Linked DNA regions of Macaca mulatta: region 2 is linked to region 1. The links are chromatin contacts, called in public Hi-C maps. All regions are on one chromosome and are shown on one strand. The core of a region is the stretch at or near the end of the contact, and the rest is flanking DNA. Distances in the headings are between cores, read along the strand shown.

Region 1 (2,683 bases), core at 128-2,627:
CCCGACTGGGCCTCCCAAAGTGCTGGAATTACAGGCCTGAACCACTGCGCCCAGCTTATCTCTAGATTCTGACCAGCTCTCTAGTTCCATTTTCCCCCATGGTTTCATCTACATTACTAACAGTCTCCCAATTGATCTCTACTCTTAGCAGCTTTTCCCATTTAATCTGTTCTCCACACTAAGGCTAGAATTATCTCTTTAAAAAGCAAACATTAGGATGTCACCATACGTCAAGGCTTCCCCTTGCAAAAAGAAAATCTAACATCTTCAACACTGTTTATAAGGCACCCTTGTGCGTCCAGCAACATTCTTTCAGTTTCCTGAATGCTATAATCCTGGTGCCTTTGCATGTGCTATACTTTTGGCTAAGAACACTTAGACTTCACATCACTTAAAAACATTATTTTGTTTTAATACAGATGGGGTCTCGCTATATGCCCAGGCTGGCCTCAAACTTCTGGGCTCAACAACTCCTCCCCAACTCCGCCTCTCAAAATGCTGGGATTACAAGCATGAGCCACCGCACCCGCCCATATCTCTTCTTACAGGTCAACTGGCTTTCCTTGACACCGAGTTACTTTGTTCTTCAGGTGTTGCAAAACTCATCAGTAAGCACCTAGGCAATTAGTGTTCAAAATATCTATGGACTCTACGACTTAAGATTCAGAAAGGCAGAAACCACATGTACCTTGTTCACAGCTCGATTTCTCAGTGCCTAGTACTAGGATTCTCAATACATGTCTGTTGAAATAATGATTACATTTTTAGCATATAGCTATTTGAGTTCCTCCCTAATCCCAATTCTCAAGTTCTTTGAGAAAAAAATAAATCTCAATTATAGAATTATCCTCAAAATTTATTTATATATATTTCTTTGGAGGAATCAAGGAAGCAGTCACATGCAGCTGACTGTGGGTCACTGGACTTTTTTTTTTTTAGACGGAGTCTCGCGCTGTCGCCCAGGCTTAAGTGCAGTGGCACTACCTCGGCTCACTACAATCTCCACCTCCCTGCTTCAAGCTGTTCTCCTGCCTCAGCTTCCCAAGTAGCTGGGATTACAGGCGCCTACCACCACGCCCGTATAATTTTTGTTAGTAAAGACGGGGTTTCGCCATGTTGGCCAGGCTGGTTTCGAACTGCTGACGTCATGTGATCCGCCCGCCTAGGCCTCCCAAACTGTTGGGATTACAAGCGTGAGCCACCGCGCCCGGCCTGGATTCTTTAATGGAGTGGGGAAGGTCTGCAGTAAGGGGATCCGGTGTAAATAATCCTGAGCAGCCCCAGGTCCTGAGCCCAGCAAACACGTGCTGCGGCCGGGCGCGGGGAGGGCGCGCTTCGCCGAGGAAGATCCCGGGCGGCCCGAACGTGCTCGCGCCCGTCGTTGCCGCTGCGGCGCCGCGGCCGCCCGGGTGCCCAACCGAGCGCACGTGCGCCAGCGGGCCCGAGCAGAAGGGGAGCCCCTATTCTCACGAAGAAAATGGAGGACGAGCCACGGGTTAGGGGTCAGGAAAGGTGTGGGGCGCATTATGCCCTGGGAGGGGAAAGCAGGGAACAAGAGGCTCTGAGGGGCCGAGAGGAAGGAGGACGGCCCACGAGCTAGGTAAGGCGGGTCGACCGAGGTCTCGGAAGGAAGGGGGCGGGGCAGGACGGGGCGGAAGGGGCCGCGCAGTAGCTGGGTTGAGGACGGTTGGCGAGTTCATTCTGGACTCGGGTCGGGAAGTGTCCGCCCCTGAAGTCAAGCTAGGGAGGGTGAGAGGTGGAAGGGCGGCGACTTATGTTCCCAGTTTCTGGCACTGCCAGGCCCTCCACGAGCTCAAATCGACCGCAGCCCAGTTCCTTCTCAGAGCTCAAGTCCTTGCCTCTCTTGAGCGCCAAATCCCCGCGCTGGGCCCCGCCCATCCACTGAGGGGTGTGGACAGGGGCGTGGCCCGTTCCTTTGCTGGTCGGCGCCCGGAAGGCGTCCGCGTCAGCCGGAGCTTGACGTGGTGACGCTGTGCGTCGACGTAAGTGACGCGCAAGCCTGGGCCGCTCCTCCTTCCCTCAGTGAGTGCCGGCCCGGTCGGGGCGGGGGAGAAGAGGGAGGGCGGGGGAGGGAGAGGCGACCCGAGAGTCGTTGTGGGTCGCGGGCCGGACCGGGTCCCGGGGCGGCGGGAGCCCCGGCCGGGCAGAAGGGCTTGGCGGGCCGTTAGAGGGCCGCCACCGCTGTCGAGTCCCCTCCCTTGTTGGACTTGCGCGCCCCGGCGCTTGGAGCCTCCGGCGCTGTGCCCACCCCGCTCCAGCTCGCGTCTCCCGACTCCAATTAGGTCAGGCTCGGAGTCCCGCGGCCGCGACTCCGGCCCCTAACGCGCCGCGGCCGCTCGGCTCGCCTTTCTTCCCTCGCCTTCTCTCCTCTTGCTTCACCCTCCCCCTTTCTTTTCACGTTGCTGGGTTTTTTTGTTGTTGTTTTATGCTTTAGGGGTTTTGTTCCTCGGCCCGAGCTCATGGGTGTATATTATCATGCTCTTCTTTTGTAGAGCAGCCCGATGGCCATGGAGGCTGAAGAGACGATGGAATGCCTTCAGGAGTTCCCTGAACATCATAAAATGATCCTGGACCGATTGAATGAACAGCGAGAGCAGGACCGCTTTACTGACATCACCCTAATTGTCGACGGTGGGTAGGGCAGTGGGCAGAGGAGCATTTT
Region 2 (2,683 bases), core at 115-2,614, 200 kb after region 1:
AAAATGTTAAGGACTTTCAACTGCCTCTCATCTAATAGTATCTGTGCAATAAAGTCCAAAACCCATCTCAGAAGGAAAAATCTGTTAACTCTAGGAGCACTTCCATTTGTCTTAATTTTGTTGTTTATCTTGTCAATTGTTTTTCATGATTCATGCCTGAAACAGAGCAAATGTTAGTTAGCAGCAGCCAGAACACATCATCCTACTGCAGCAGGTGGCAAGATCATCCTCGGGAAGGTGGGGAGCTGCAGCAGAGGTGAGCGGTGAAAGCAGCCAGTGATGCCTTAAGGCTAAGGCCACAGGGAAAAGCATGACAAACAAGCACAACCTCACATTATCTGTTCCCCAAATCCCTCCTCCAGAGTGATCAGAATAATCATTTCTCTACCACTGGTCCAGGCCGGACGTGCGTTTTCAAAGACTCCATATACTTGCTTTGAAATATCCTTAGCTTAATCTAAAACCTATTTGTGTGAGGACTCTGTGAGTGCCTGCCCATTACATTGTATCACCTAAAGCTAGTCCTGAAGGTATTAGCAGGAGGGAGATGTGGGATTTCAGAACACCAAGGAAGCCTATTTTTTAAAACGGAGACATAAAAAAAATACGGAGGCACGAAGGCGGGAGGCAGTGATCTATGCGACTTGAAGCAAGTACAGACTGAGCCCCAATACTTAGCCAGGTCTAAATCACGGTTGTGAACGCTTTCTTGCACCTGAGCTGAGGAAGAAAAGTAATTCTACCCACTTCCCTTCTTTCCATCAACTCTATATGTGGCAGCAGGACACACCCCCTACGAACCTACCAGCCTGTCTAAAGAGGATCTTACCCATCCTTTGGCGTCCACCCTTAACCAAGGCTCTGGAAACGCCTCGGCAGCCCAACTCTCTTCTCTACCCTCCTGACACCCCCCACTTCCCTCTAGGCGGTCACAGCTGCCTCTCTGGCACCTCCAATTCCTATGTCGTTAGAATACCTAGACCTCAACGCCCTCTCGCGTTCTCCCCTCCGCGACTCGCCTGTGTCCTCGGCTCTTCTCAGATCCGCTACGGTCAGCCTCAGGTCCCTGGCGAGGGAGCCCCCGCCCGGCCCCACTCACGGTGCCCCATCCTCCCGGGCAAGGTCCACGCTTCCGTCCTGACCCAGAGCCCCAGCTCCTTCGGGCCTAGTCAAGGACACCGCCTCCGTCTAGCCCACACCCGCCCGCGGCACCTCCGCAGCCTAGCTCTACTCCACCGCGCGGACACTCACCAAGCGTGACCGAGAGGCAACAGAGGAAAGGGAGTGAGCCACGAAAGAACAGTCCGCGGCGCCTCCCCTCCGCCACCAGCTTTATAGCCGCCAACCCACCCGACTCCGGCACCGCCGAGAGTCGCTGGGAGGCGGGACGGTGGCTCCAGCAGCCAATCACGGCCAGTAGAGTTGCCCTGTAGCGCCCGCCCCCTAGTCCGGCTTCTACCAATCAAAAGGAAACTAGAGGCGGTGACTCGCTAGGATTTTCCCTCGTGGCTGGAAGGGCGGGGGGAAGGGGCGGGGACAAAGTCTCAGGGCCGAGGAAGTGGTGTGAGAGACTGACGTGGGGTGGCACGAGAGCCAACTTGCCAATGACGGAGCGGCAAGAGACGGCGAGAGCCAACGGGAGCGGAGTGAGAGATTCTCCGACCATTTGGGGCTAAGTGAGAGGAGATGCGAACCAATGGGTACTCCGCGTCCCACCACTGGAGAGATGGTCAAGTGTGGGAGGTGAGTTGGTCCCAGCTTGGGAGTCTGTCAGGTTGCCTAGCAACCAGAGCTAGGCTTCACCTGAAAGATTTCTGAAATACTGTACTTGATTTGAATTCAATCTTAACGTTTTCTAGCAAAGTGTGCCTAGATTACAAATTGGAGCAGAATATTTCACCCAGAACTTGTATATGTGTGAATATTCTAAATACCCGATTTGTAAATACTCAAATATTGTCTCCTTTATTCAAAACTACCTTGACTTAAAAAAATAAAACAAACAAACAAAAGGGCTATTGAGACAAAGCTTTCTAACTAAACCTAAAACAAGATAGTTTCAGGACTAGGCATCCGTGAGGAGGAGGGTGCAGAGCCGTGCCTGTGAAGGAAAGTTGATACTGAATTCAAGGATTTTTGCCAGGCCATGCACTCTGAGGAAAGGGACTCCATTTGGCCTGTTCCCCACTGTATCTTCTGAGCTTCATATGTGGTACGTGCCAAATAAAAGGCTGTGGAAAGGCCTCGTAATTGTCCGCATAGTAAATCCATCAGATACGGACTGCCTAGCTCCCCCAGCAAATAGAGAGGAACAATTCAAGCTAGAGGAAATAACTGAAACACTATTTGGGGGATCCAAAGGAGGACACTTATGGCTTTGCAATAAACTCTGCTTCTGTTTGGTCAGAGAGAGAAGCCATAATACTTAGCTTTGGTGGGGAACCATGAGTGAGGTTCGGAGTTGTTAGTGTCTCTCCCCATCTCAGTTTCATTAACAGGAATGCTATTGATAAGAGGTCATTGGTAATTCTGTGATTCACACAATTATTGTTATGGGAGATTTTTTAAACTACTGTACATGCTAATCTAGTAAGACACATTCTCAGCAGCAAAGTGGCAAAATATATTGGAAATGGAACCACTGTAAAGTGGTGGCATAAATGACTTGGGGGAAGAGGACCAT

Evidence for each region. Hi-C and Micro-C count contacts between places; a contact is called where the count stands out from the background.
Region 2: a contact with region 1 is called in a Hi-C map of fetal cortical plate, with 3 times the contacts expected there. The contact joins the promoter of HMGCS1 here to the promoter of ZNF131 in region 1. A contact is called at or near these places in 4 of 14 Hi-C or Micro-C datasets (cortical neurons, fetal cortex germinal zone, fetal cortical plate and 1 more).

The regions. Positions count from the first base shown.
Region 1 is chr6:44,319,088-44,321,770 of T2T-MMU8v2.0, forward strand. It overlaps ZNF131 (zinc finger protein 131), which reads left to right and starts at 1,378. Exons shown (of 7, transcript XM_078004726.1): 1 at 1,378-1,600; 2 at 2,519-2,652.
Region 2 is chr6:44,520,088-44,522,770 of T2T-MMU8v2.0, forward strand. HMGCS1 (3-hydroxy-3-methylglutaryl-CoA synthase 1) reads right to left here and starts at 1,365. Exons shown (of 10, transcript NM_001260869.1): 1 at 1,252-1,365. It overlaps LOC144341405 (a long non-coding RNA gene), which reads left to right and starts at 1,548. Exons shown (of 2, transcript XR_013418324.1): 1 at 1,548-1,743.